2 separate regions of the Mus musculus genome follow, and region 1 is linked to region 2. The links are chromatin contacts, called in public Hi-C maps. All regions are on one chromosome and are shown on one strand. The core of a region is the stretch at or near the end of the contact, and the rest is flanking DNA. Distances in the headings are between cores, read along the strand shown.

Region 1 (6,934 bases), core at 251-2,750, 160 kb before region 2:
AGCTGCTAGCTCTGGACATTGTTCACTACATTTTCACCCATTTAATTGTTTCAAGGCTGCTGAGAAATCAGCTTAGCAGATGTACATGGGCTACACTAGGATCACGTCAATTGCATGAATATATGGGCTCTTTGGGGCGGAAGGAGAACTTTGGAGGAAGAGTTGTTTATTCCTGTTGAGCTGACCTCATATCTGTGTTTGTAAGATAACTAGAAACTAAGGGTATTTCAGATACAGTAACACACACACACACACACAGACACACATACAGAGAACCTTGCATCCTTTCCATAAAGATCCCTCTGATGCCATGATGTCATACTTTTCTAGCATTCCAAGCCAGGCTTTGTTAGAATGCTTATTATTCATCTTTCAAAGTAAGTTTCTTTATATAAGAAAAGCCCCTACTACACTATATTGAAAGGCTGTATTTTAAAGACTATTTCTACATTAAGAAGCATGTTTGTGGACAGGGGCAGGAGCTTGGTGTGGATCCAAAGCTTGGCTCAAACTTTTGGTATTCCTGCCTCAGCTCTCCTAGTGCTGGGATTACAGGCATGCACCACTTTGCATGGATTAAAATCACGTTTTTCAGCAGTGGAACGTTGGCCTGGTTTTATGTTAATATTGAGTGGCGCTTTTGATTTTGGTATGTGCGGTGAGTGTGAAGAAAGCAGAAACCCTGGCTAGTTATTTATCTCACACAAATTACACACAACTTCTGAACTGGAGTTCAAAACCTGAAGGATTATTTCAGCATTACCTCTTTAATGCTAAGCTTTGAAAGACGTACATGAGGGAAATGTAAGTAGTAGCTAATGCCCCTATGTGTGACTGCGTGCTGCTGGGTGTTGAGACTGGTGCATCTTGCACAAAAGTTACGACAGCCACAGTGAATACTTGCAGAATTTCCAGTTTCTGGTATTGGTTTCTATTCGTGCATTTTAGAAGGATTATTTAAATTTGTACTTAAAAGAAGCCTAAAGACAAATTTCTATTTGTAGAAAAAGAAATGGGACCCTCTCTGGCATTAATTTTATTTTTTTTTAGGCTAGCCATACTAACTTCTTCCACTGATGAGCATGCCAGAGCTAACTATTGTTGGTGCAATTTTCACAAAAGCATGCATGCTTACATACCTACTTTCATTTTATCAAGAGGACAAAATTTCCTACATAATAATAAAACACTGAGGTTTTTTTTTTCTTTCTTTTTAATCTCTGGGGACAGTAGTAAAATGCCTTCTTCACGGTAATATTTTAGTCACTCAAACCACATTTCTCAACTACACTTCAGTTAACATGGCAATAGAAGTACAATATTAATAAAATGCTAATGTTAAAAATGGTTAATTTTTTCTTTCTATTTTATTATCTTCACCATATTTAACTGTTACACATTTTTAGCCTATAAAATGTTTTATGGGAAAATATAAAGTACTCCATAGCTCCTCGTTTTGGTAGTTGGTGGGTAGATTTTCTCCCAGCCATTGGAAACTTCTAGCTGAAACTGGAATCCACAGAGTACCAACCTCAGAAGTCCTCCTGTTTTCCCTCCATTACAAGTGTGTAATTTGGGCTGGTGGCTGACTTTCTCATACAACTTTAAAGATCATTCTATATAAACTGTGGTATCTCCATAGCTACTCCCACGGGGTGGGGGGGGGTGGCACATGTTTAAACTGAGAAAAAAAAATCTACCCACCTGGAGAGAAGCCAGCTTGTTGGAGATGAAGGTGGGTGGAACCCTCCAAAACAATACGGATCTGTGATTCCTGATTCACTGTGACTTTCAGTTTCGATGCCACTAAACCACATTTGGCCAAAGCATCTAGGTCATCAGGGTAGCTGCAGAACAGCAGCCATAGCAGCCTGGTTTTGTTTCTAGAATATTTTTCTAGTACTTCTTACCTCACTAAATGTTACAGCTGTCTTCAGGGCAGTTGAAAGTTTTTCCCCCGCTCAGGACAATTTTTACCCTGCAGGTGCAGTGCTTCTCCAGGCACACACACACACTTTGGGTTTCAGTTGTGAAATTGTACAAAAACTAACAATTTTATGGAAAAATCCTGGGCCAGAATAAAAACTGCCTCCATGTGAGATCTTGCTGTGAGATGGTCTGAAATCTGGAATATTTGCTAAAATCCTCCCTCAATAGTGTAAGAGATGCACACAACACACAACTGATTAAAAATGCTACACACATGGCTCTGAAACAAAAGAACTGAGTTTAAACTCTGTACCCAAGCAGCAGGCATAGGACACCAGGATGGGCTGAGAGACTCGCCCTTAGTAATGGCCAGGACAGGAACTGATTCCCATCTCCATATTTAAGAATCATTTTTGTTTTACTACTGTTTAGATTTTCCCTATGGAAAGGATGTGTTCCATGATAGATATTCATATTGTAATATGGCAGCAGCCAGGGCTGTAACGTAAAAAGAAAGTAGCCCTCACAGTCACAGGGTCTTCTGAAATGACAGCAGCAGCTCTGACACAAGCTGGGAAGATCAGCCAGGCACACTATGACAAGCACACTTGCCTTCTCCTTGGGATCCTGCAAACCCCAGCAAGGTTTGAGGACCTGCTGATGTTCCTGTCTGGGTGGCGACATCTTTCCCTAACTCTCCCTTCACTAACTCTCTTCAAATACTAGTGGTTTTATTTTTTTACTCAACAAATGTTAATAGCCATGTAGATATAATGGAGATTCACTTCATATTCTAATATGTATTGGCAATCATGTGAAACTTTGCTGCATTTTTTGACTCCCTTAAGTCAGCTATTCATTATCACAGTGGAAAGCTAACTCGCACATCTCTAAGGACTTAAAGTCAGTCAACAGCTCTTAGACTGACTGTTTTGAGCCTTTGGTAGCATCTCTGTTAGACAGGCATGATAGGACAAGGCCACTCTCCTCATGGCTATGGCTGAAAAATGGAAGAACAGACAAGTCATTCTAAGATGAAATCCTTAATGAAAGGAAGACTGAGCTTTAACTCAAAGTCTCCCCCCTGGCAGATCAATCTGGTTCTTTTAATACATGGTCCTTTGGGGAGATAGTTAACTCTAATATAACATGTGAAATATTCGTACACATGATCAGCTCCCAAGGGGAAAACCTTACAACCTTAAATAATGTACTCATTCAGAGACAGTATAAAAATTTTTTAAAAGTCAGAAATGAAAAAGCAGACATAACAACAGAAACTGAGGAAATTAAAAAAAAAAAAACATCAGATCTTACTACAGAAGCCTATATTCATCAAAACTTGAAAAATCTAGATGAAATGGATGATTTTCTGGACAGGTACCAAGTTACAAAGTTAAATCAGGGTCAGATAATCCATCTAAATAGTCCCATAACCCCTAAGGAAATAGAAGCAGTCATTAAAAGTCTCCCAACAAAAAAGCCCAGGACCAGATAGGTTTAGTGCAGAGTTCTATCAGACCTTCAAAGAAGACCTAATACCAATACTCTTCAAACTATTTCATAAAATAGAAACAGAAGGAACACTACCCAATTCATTCTATTATGCCACAGTTACACTTATACCTAAACAGCCTAAACAACACAAAGACCCAACAAAGAAAGAGAACTTCAGGCCAGTTTCACTTTTGAATATTGATGCAAAAAATATTCAGTAAAATTCTTGCAAACTGAATTCAAGAACATACGATCATTCACCATGATCAAGTAGGCTTCATCCCAGGGATGCAGGGATAGTTCAATATACAGAAACCCATCAAGGTAGTCCACTACATAAACAAAGTCAAAGAAAAAAAAAAAAAACACACGTTCATCTCATCAGATGCTGCAAAAGTTGTTGAGAAAATACAACACCTCTTCATGATCTTTCTCTCTCTCTCTCTCTTTTGGATATTTTATTTATTTACATTTCAATTTTTTATATTTTTTATTAGGTATTTTCTTCATCTACATTTCAAATGCTATCCCAAAAGTCCCCCATACCCCTCCCCCCACTCCCCTACCCACCCACTCCCACTTTTTGGCCCTGGCATTCCCCTGTACTGAGGCATATAAAGTTTGCAATACCAAGGGGCCTCTCTTCCTAATGATGGCCGACTAGGCCATCTTCTGATACATATGCAGCTAGAGACAGGAGTTCTGGGGGTACTGGTTAGTTCATATTGTTCAAATTTTATCTGCTTTCCTAGTTTCCCCTCCACAAACCCTCTATCCCATCCTCCCTGCTTCTACCCTTCATGCACTTTTGTTGCAGTAAATCTCCTCCCAAATATGCCCTGGCAATGAAAGCACAACACAGATCATATGATTACATGCTGTGTGCCTAGATTGGGCAGATCTACCGCTACACTAACATCTTCCACAGCTTATGAGACCCCTTAGAACTTGCAGTTTCTCTAGGCCATGTGCTTCTACTCCACTTTTCTTCTTCTTCCTCCTCCTCTGTGTCTGCTCCCTCTTCCATTTTCTCCTCCTTCTCTCTCCCACCTTCTGCTCCACCTTCCCCGTTATCTGCCCAATCAACAGGTCTCCTTTATTTTACAAATTAAGGTAGGAAACAGGTTTACAGGAAATCACCTGAGTGCTGACTCATTCCTTGTTCACAGCCACTCACAGCAGAATGGAATTAACATCAAATATAATTAGCCCAAGAGCTATCCACAACACACTTTCATATCAACATTTCTGCCCTCGATTCCTTATGCTTAGTATCAGATTGGTATTCCTTTTTTTCCTCCCCATGTTCCCATTTGGTTAATATTTTTTACATTGGATTGTTTTACAGGTGTGTCTTCTAGGAAAGATAAAAACAATTAATAATTTGTGGAAGTTTCTTGTTTACATTTGCTTCATAGTAAAATTTCCTTATTCAGATTATGTTACTTTTGAATTTTCTATTACTTTAATATTTTCCCTTCTACTTTCTCCTTATTGTTTTCTAACACACCATGGTAACTTTTTTTCTAATATGGACATATTTGTATATATGTGTGTGCATTTTAAAATAAAACATTTAGACATTTGTTTGATTATTGTGTTCTGGAGGTGGGGCATATGGAGGTAACCATGGATTATTTAGCTTAAATTGTTATGTCATTTGGATTGAAACCTGTCTAGGAGTTAAATATTGTATCATGGAATACTTACAGTGCCTTAGAAATGACTACCCTCTTCTAAATGTAAATAAAACAATTGGGTTCAGATCATAGACAATCCTTCCACTGATATCTTTATCCAAGGTTACAGGATAGCTTGTTCTACAAGAAACATTATCATTACATAAATATACAAGGTCTAATGTCTGAAAACTTGGTGTGCTAGACTACAAGTTGTCTTTCTTTATTCAGTAGATCGATGTGATTTCTTCTTTAAGATATGTATGGAATTCAATCTACTGGTAGAAAAGCCTGTTTCCCAGCATAAGGACTGAGGAAGAGTGTGGGTGGGGGGAGCTTTGGGGAGATGCTGTGGATGGATGTGCAGTTTTCCACTGTAGAGTAAGACTACCTCTCAGTCACTACAGTGTGCTGTAATTCCCAGCGAGTTGTGTAAAACGACATCCAGAAGAAAGTCCCAGCTGTAGAGCCTGCAAATCCTGAGTGGCCAGAGACAGGTGATCAGTGTCAAGAGCTGCTTCTGACACTTTGAATTAAAGTGTGTGGCAGTAAAGGATCAGAGCCTACCGGTGGTGCCTTTCCATTTCAGAGACTTCACGTGTGCTACAACTGCTGCTATGTGGAGATGAGTAAGAAACCATTTTTTAATAAGCTTTTAGCTTTGAAGGCAGATGTTTCTACCTTTATGATATGTTTTAGCACGGAAGATACTTCATTCTACATATATGAATCTATACATGTAGTGGTACAAAATCCATAGCACGCATGCATGTGTCTGTCTGTCTGTTTCTCTACTTGTGTATGTGTGTGTCTCTGTGTGTGATGCATATGTTTATGTGGTGTGTATGTGTGTGTTTGTGTGTAGTGTGTGTAAAAGCTTGTGGTGAATACAGGCTTTGCCTGTTTTCTACTCAAAAGCACATATATATTCCTCTCACCATTCTTCTTAGTTGTGTTCCTTTAGAATAAGATCTGGCCATTTTGTTGGTCAGATAGAAAAAGAACCAGCTCTCTTTGTTTTGTTAGAGAGTGTCAGTTATTTAAAAAGTGCAAGTAATGAAGACATTAAGAATTAAAGAGGCCTTGAGAAGAGTTACATGAATTGGAATTATAGGTGCATTCCCTGGGTTCTGAGTTTGAATTTCAGTAAAAGGGTCAGGATCTGGCTGTTGGTGCTTTCAATGTTTTTCAAGTAAGAGACAGTAGTTGGCATCTTAATCTGAATTAGAGGCAGGAATCTATGTACACTTTAGGTGTCTAGAAATTCTATTTTATATTTGTTTCCTAAGTTGCACTTATTTGTGCTATCCACAGCTCAGTCAAAATGTATATGTTACAGCACATATATAACGATGTAATAGCTGATAGTTCAGTTCTCGTGAAACTAAGGACTATGTGCGCATTGCACCTTTATAACTTTATTTCCTAACTATAGCTTTAGCATGCTGGTGTAGACAAGAGTAATAAGAGACTCATCAGTGGCACTTCTGTAGCCTTACCTTGGTAAGCAGATCACACACATATAATGTCCACCTCAACAGAAACTTACTGAAAACACAGGATTCCTAATACAACCTTCAAAATTCTTTTTTTATTAGATATTTTCTTTATATACATTTCAAATGCTATCCCGGAAGTTCCCTATACCCTCCCCCCTGCCCTGCTCCCCTACCCACTTCTTGGCCCTGGCATTCCCCTGTACTGGGGCATATAAAGTTTACAATACCAAGGGGCCTCTCTTCCCAATGATGGCCGACTAGGCCATCTTCTGCTATATATGCAGCTAGAGATACGCACTTGAATGCTATATAGATATCCTAGTGGCCACT
Region 2 (7,291 bases), core at 1,979-4,478:
GGTGCCTTCAGTGACAGGGACTTGCCATCAATCTCTGAAGACAGCCAAGGGTAATAGTAATGCCCTGTATTATTTTATGATCTTCTGAGACTCACTTGACCAACGACTCCAAGGGAGTCTTCTCGTGCCAGGTAGTAGGGTTTTTATTAGAGAGTCTCTGCCTATTGGGGACAGTACCATCATCTCAAGTGGCACAAGTTCATATAAACTGAACTTTGATGCTCACATGCTTGCAAAGTATATGTAATTTTAGATAAATATACTATTACTCCCTGTGGATTTTCAAAACATGATTCATCTTTAGTGTGACCTGTTTGTCCTTCCTCCCTCTCCTATACTGACTTTCCTTTCCTCTCCCCAGTTATATCACACATCCCTCTTTTCTCCTTTGAGACAGAGTCTCTCCTTGAACCTGCATCGCACTGATTCATCACTGGCTGACTAGTGAGCTCCAGGAGTCTTTCCCTAGCAATGAGATTATGATTGCAAGTCCAGCCTTTTGTATGGGGGCTGCGATCTGAGCCCAGGGTCCAAGTGCTTCCTCAGCAACCACTTTGCTAACTGAGCCATCTTTCCAGCTTTACTTTGATTTGTTGGTTTTGTTTTGTTTTGTTTTGTTTTGTTTTTCCATTCCCAGAATTTGAGCATGTCATAGGCACTCAAAACCATATATATGAACAGATGATCAATAATAGAATGTTCCTAACAGCATTTTCCAATTCCCTCTGAGAACTTGCTTTTTTTTTTTCCCTTTCTTTTAAGCAATACTTGGAGTTGAAACTAAGGACCCAAAGACCCAGCCATCCCTTTAAGAACTCTGGAATCGACCACCTGTTCCTCAAACAAATAGGTCAAATATGGAGTTTCCTTTCCAGATGATGAGTGGATTTCATTTTACCTCTTATGTCTAATTAGAAAAGTCCTTGCATCTTGAGAACCCAGGAACATGTTCCACCTTGGTTTGTGGGCTGACTTATCTTCCTTTACAGTGTGTTTGGGCATCTTCTGTCCCTTGAGTAAAAATCTACAAATGTACTTTATGTCCCAGAGGAATAACTGGTGCAAGATCCCAGGGTCTTAAAAGAAAAATACACCCCCATTTCTTTAAAAATACATAATTGCTGCTTCTCCTGAGATATTTTTACAGTGTTTCCCTAGAGGAGGAATTGCAGCTGATGGCCCAGGATAGGGCAGAGACCCACAGACAGACAGTCTGGCTCCGATTTATGTTCTGTGCTAACATGGCTAATAGGCATTAGTATTTTGATTTAGAGAAGTGCTCTACTTGATCCCGATTTGGGTGTATACACTGGTAACATCTGGCTTAGAGGCACACATTTCAAGGTCAAGAGTTATTTATTTTCTTCATCTTTTTCCTCCTCTTCCTCACTCTCTTTCTCTGTCTCTCTGTCTTTGTCTCTGTCTCTCTGTCTCTGTCTCTCTCTCTCTTTCATCTGGCTCTCTGTCCCTCTCTGTCTCTGTCTCTTTCTGTCTCTCTCTGTCTCTCTCTCTCTTCCATCTTCCCTCCCTTCTTCCTTCCTTTTCTTCCACTCTCTCCAGCAGAGTGTCTTGGGAATCATTTCAGTGTTTTGACAAAGTACTACAGAGCATAAATTGGCAGAAGTTCCATTTGCCCCATGTTGAACTCTGCAGGAGACATGCTGAGTCCTTTAGAACTCTTATGTGTGTCATGTGTATCAGGACTCTCATCCGACCCTGCCTGTGCCTTTATTTCCCCACTTTATCACTCTGCCCAAGTCTTTGCTATCACTTCATTTTCAATACTAAACTCAACATTCACTCCCCCTAAGTGGAAAAATGCAGCAAATCTGAATTCATAAGACACCCCATAAACATCTACGAAAATAGTAGGAATTTCAGTACAAGACTTGGGTTCTCTCCAGAAATATATCTCACTCTCAAATGCTTGATAATGCAGTGGAACTGTAGCCACCAGTCGCCCCTTCCCAGCCAGAGGTATCCACCATGACCGGGTTCTGAGAAGGCTTCCTCCCCCCCAAACCACCCACCCCCTAACAAATATCCCTCCCTTTTAGAGTTTGAGATCTGTGAGTCCTTCACCTGGAAAAGTGTGGCACTGTAATCTGCTAATTTAGAATTAGCTGTCCCAGTGACTTAGTTAACTGGAAGGGGGGATAAATCATATATTTGTAAAGAAGCCCTCCCAAAACCGTCTCTGAGGAACAAGAATATCACCTCTTGACTTAGTTTTCCTTGGCTTGTGGCCTTGATGACCAAACACCTCTCTGTCAATGGGCTTGCTCTCTGAAAACCTTAGTAAAATCTAACCAACTCACACTCTGACAAAATTCAAATCCAAAATTATCCAGTTAAGAAGTGGGATTTTTGCCAGAATGCTTAATAAGTGCTGGCTGTAGTAGGGTGAGTGTTGTACAAACACCACAGCTTGGAAAACAAGTGATTATCCCTCCCAGTGCCATGGGCTTGAATTCCAACTGTACACTCCAATACAGCTTTCATTTTGCCATATGCTAAGCTCGCTCACTATAAGGGCCATGTGATTTTTTAAAAAGAAAAAAGTATGTATTTGTTTCAAGCTTATTAGATGCACAGGAAATACATCTTTTGTGGATTTTTCTCCCACTGTTTGGATAGCACAGAGGGAGGTGTCGTTCAGAAACATGTTATCAATGAAAGTAACAATCACAGGACCCCTAGGATTTCTCCTGTCTTCCCAGAAATCAAATCTATAAATGCAAAGAATGTAAGAAATGACCGTAAGATAGCCAATAATTTTATTGGAAACCTAAAAGGGGAGACAAAGACCAGTTGGGATAAAAGATTCGCTACCTAGCCTCCAAAAGAAAAGCTCTAAAAAGATATTTCTGTACCCGCATCTGAAATTGATATCTTCAGGGCAGAAAGCATCAGAGTACCGTGAATCTCCCCTTTACTGTCTTGCATCATGGGCATTCCTGAAATTCAAAGAGCGTCACTAATGGAATTATATGTTTTCATGCTGTAATTACATTTGATTTCCCTGATAGTTCTGTGGACTTCTTGTTCATGGGTCCATGACTTAGCAGAATATTTCAAAGTTTTCTATAACATTGTTCTATTATGACCCGCTCTGTTCCCTCCGAAAAGAGAGGATTAGCAAGAGCAGTTTTTAGCATAAAAAGACAAAATGCATGGTTAAAATATTATTCAAGCTTCAGAGGGTTCTTTCAATGACAATAAAGGATATGAACACCAACAAAAGAGAGCCTGACAATGGAGGGAAACACAATCAGGGTCCTCTACATTCTGAAATGGCCTGAGATAATTAAAAAAAATGAGTTGGGGGGCACAAAACATGTATTTCTTTATATTTGATGAGTGCTTTTTAGATAAAACAATTTGATCTTTGTCTTGTACTGAGTATTGTAGACATTTTGAACGTTTTAGAATCCTTATATATAGTATGTATCAGTGTCCACATCCAACCCTGCCCATGCCTTCATCACCCCATCTTTTTGATTTGGGGATACTTGGGTATATTGATCCTAGTAACTTGTCACTGACAACAGATCAATGTGGCAGTAAAGCCTAAGTCCAGGTAGCCAAAGTCCATGCCCCAGGATATGAGCAATCTCCATAGGATTTTGTCAAGAATCTTTTGCCAAGCTCCACAAAAAGGCCTGCTGAGAAAATGAAATTAATTAAGTACAGTGAATTCTTACTATCCCTGCCTCATCTTCATCCACATCAACCCATAAGTTTGTTCTGTACACCTGCATATCCATTAACATGCAGTTCCTATTAATGGGGCTCTCCTATGCTCCACGTTCTCATGGCCACAGAACACAAGAGTGACACTGGGAATGTGTTTACATCAGCAAACTGAAGTGACGCTATTTACACAGCTGCTCAATCTCAGTACATTTCTTAAAATGCCACTTATTAGAATGTTGAGATCCAAAAGGCAGTTCTCTGTTCTCACATGCCTGCAGTCTGGTTCATGGACAAGCCACACAGTCCAAGTTCTTCCCAGGCTGAGTTCTTCCCAGGTAACTGCTCAGCCAAACCGGATAGTGTCCTCTAGACTTCTCAGTGCTGTGCACAATACTTTTCTCCCCCTGAGACTTCCACCTGGCCTCAGATGCGAAGGAATCAGCCCTTCCAGTTTTTCCACTTTCTGCCTTCCCCTAGTCACACCTCAATCTTTTCAACAGAACCATGCGAATGATTGCTTTCATGTCCCCAAACTCTTCTCAGGTCTCAAAATCTCCTGACACTGAGACTTCAGCTTCATTTAATCATGGTAAAGAGACAACACTTCTGCTCTTAATTCTTCAACTCTTGCTGCTATTTAAGAGATCAGCCACTGTAGCAAACCATGGAGTCATTTTGACTTCCCATCAACCCCTCCCGTCCCTACATCGCTAAAAGCATAGATTCTCTACACAGTTATGTGCAGTGAATGAATATTCTTTTAATCTCCATTTCCTGCAGCTTCAATGAAATTCAGGTTAGAGCAAACTACATGTATGGTTAAATAGAGACTCCTGCTACCCTGCCAATCAAAATGCTGTCCATATTAAGTGGCATTGTACCATCTGTTTTACTATCCTTATTTGATGCAATCCTCTCTGCTCCTCTGTATCATCGTACCATCCATATCATCCACTGGGCCTATTCTTCTTCAACTCTAGTTTGATGGTAGCTGTTCCTTTTTTCCCTTTTCTTTTCTTCTTGAGATTATAAGATAATTATAGCCATTATCCTTTCACTTTCATCTCTCCAAAATCTTCCCATGCGCCTCTCCCCAATCTCCTTCAATTCCACTTCCTCTTCCTTCACTAATTGATACAGCATGCATATATGTATATGTATGTGTACATATATGTATGTGCATATGTGTACATGTATATTGTGTTTGTACATGTATGTGCATGTATCTATATGTATATGCATCTATCTATGTATATGTATGTATACGTATATATATGTGTATATGTGTACATGTATATTGTGTTTCTATGTGTATGTATATGTATCTATATGTACATTTATGTATATATCTATGTATCTGTTTGTGATGTGTAAATGTATGTGTGTCTATGTAAGTGTATGTGTATGTATATGTATGTACATATATTTCTAAATATAACTTACTTCATATGATGTTAAGTGCATATCCTTGCAAATATTTAATAACTTTCTCTGTTCTTCACCACCCATCCAAATACCATTCCCCAAAAGGTATTTGTGGCATATACACAAGCTAAACCATCTAGATTTGTTGGCTTGCATGCTTCTCTTATGAATGGATTTGGAGAGATAAATTACTATTGAAATGTGTTTGTAATCTTTATATGCATATTAAGTCTTGCAAATTGCAGGATATCTCTTTAGAGATCCATGTTTGAGAATCATTCATAAGACATTTTATAAACATATATATGTATGCATATATAATTCTTTAAATATTATAAATGCCGTAATGTGTACATACCATAAATTCCAATACATGTATGTAATATATAGTGATCAAATTGATAATTAATATTTACATTTCAAACATTTATCATTATTTGGGTTGAAAGCATGCAAAATCCTTTATTCTGACCACCTGAGAGACTAAGTAAATATTGCTAACTATAGTCATACTACTTTATATTATCAGCCACTAGAATATTGTCATATTTCTAGCTATTTCCCAACTCTTTAATTCCTCCCTTACTGCTGGAAAAATGTTTTAATCTTCTCTAAAATTTCATCTAACTTTTTGCCTTCTCCAACAATATCTACCGAGAATATTTCTTTAGTATTTGTTGTTAATGAAATTTTACCTCATTTTGTATGTATTGATTTCCAGGATCCCCCAATGGCTGTGACTCTCGGGCTCCGGATGGAAGAAATGATCTTTAATCTTGCAGATACACATTTGTTTTTTAATGACTTAGAGGTAAGAATTTTAAAAGTTAAGAATAATTATTGACAATACAAAAGCTCTCAGATGGTGTCACATATGCAGTAAACCTTAAGAAATTTGGCGTGGGGGGGCGGGGAGAGGCTCACCCTCCCAAGAGCTGTAAAGTTCTTGTCAAGTGAACAATTGCATAGACAAGTATGAACAGACTGCAAACTCCTGCTCTTGAGTTATGTGTGTTTATGGACACATACCAAAACAAAAACGTCTTAGAAGACATTGGCCTCCATGTGGCTGAGGTCAGAGAACACCTCATTCTGTTGTCCACTCTTTGGAATGGAGTTAGCATCAGCCTTTCTCAGATTACTAATCAAGACAATTTACATTATTCGATGGATGATAACCACCAATGCGCATCACAAGAGAAACACAGGTTACTGAGGGTGGCAGCATCTTTAAAAACTCTCATTCGCATCCTCTCCCCGCTAGACTAAAGAAAGCTGGAGCTGCTCCCATAGCATAGCTGATGAGGATGTTTGTTCGGTTGTTTGTTTGTTTGTTTGGTTGGTTGGTTGGTTGGTTGGTTGGTTTGGTTTTTCAAGACAGGGTTTCTCTGTGTAGCCCTGGCTGTCCTGGAACTCACTTTGTAGACCAGGCTGGCCTCAAACTCAGAAATCCGCCTGCCTCTGCCTCCCGAGTGCTGGGATTAAAGGCGTGCACCACCACTGCCCAGCCTAATGAGTTTTAATGCACTGAACACTTTCCTCTCTCAGGGCTTCTACTCATAATGTCAACTTCCAACACAGTTGTCTGAATGACACAAGCCAGTGAAAGTAAAACTCAACAAAATGGAAGATCACAAGAAAATCTAGCCTCTGAGTAGCTACACGTATGGCACAATACAGAATGTAACCTCTGTACTAGTGATTCAGGGTTCCAGACAAGCAGAGAATAGAATATGAAAGAACAAAGCTTGGGTAAAGACACAAAGTACCTTGTGGACAAATATAACTGGGCTAAAATAGAGATTTCTCATTTAAAAGAATGACACGCTTAGATTTTAATTTTAATTTTGTGATTTCATAATGAGGTAAAATATTTAACCACAGTCACATTATGAATATAGATGATTATTTCTAAAACTCCTCATGTGGTTCTAGACATTTTATTAATTTTCAATAACTGTCAATGCTTTGAAATGCATTTAAGTATAACACTTTTCAGTTTATTACTTTTCACGGGACAGACTACAGGTTCAACAGCAAGATGGATAGATAGATAATAGATAGATAGAGAGATCACATATAGATTAGGGTAAATTTAGGGTGAAAGAAAATTCACATATAGTGAGTGACTTAGGTAAGATAATAGATCAAGATTTAGTTACATCAGAGG

Evidence for each region. A called contact is a pair of places that touch in the nucleus more often than the background predicts.
Region 1: a Hi-C map of muscle stem cells shows a contact between it and region 2, with 1.7 times the contacts expected there. The contact joins two enhancer-like sites. A contact is called at or near these places in 2 of 484 Hi-C or Micro-C datasets (the G1E-ER4 cell line and muscle stem cells).

What each region holds. Positions count from the first base shown.
Region 1 is chr10:23,279,902-23,286,835 of GRCm38.p6, reverse strand. All of the region lies in intron 2 of Eya4 (EYA transcriptional coactivator and phosphatase 4), which reads left to right. Among named protein-coding and RNA genes, the nearest start is that of Eya4, 67 kb to the left of the region's middle. Within about 2 kb of position 1,500, at least 9 of the 459 cell types and tissues checked have an H3K27ac peak or open chromatin away from gene starts, as enhancers often do. A contact at or near this core is called in muscle stem cells, where this site is marked.
Region 2 is chr10:23,122,493-23,129,783 of GRCm38.p6, reverse strand. It overlaps Eya4 (EYA transcriptional coactivator and phosphatase 4), which reads left to right. Exons shown (of 19, transcript NM_001347372.1): 13 at 5,843-5,932. Among named protein-coding and RNA genes, the nearest start is that of Gm24655, 41 kb to the left of the region's middle. Within about 2 kb of position 3,228, at least 8 of the 459 cell types and tissues checked have an H3K27ac peak or open chromatin away from gene starts, as enhancers often do. A contact at or near this core is called in muscle stem cells, where this site is marked.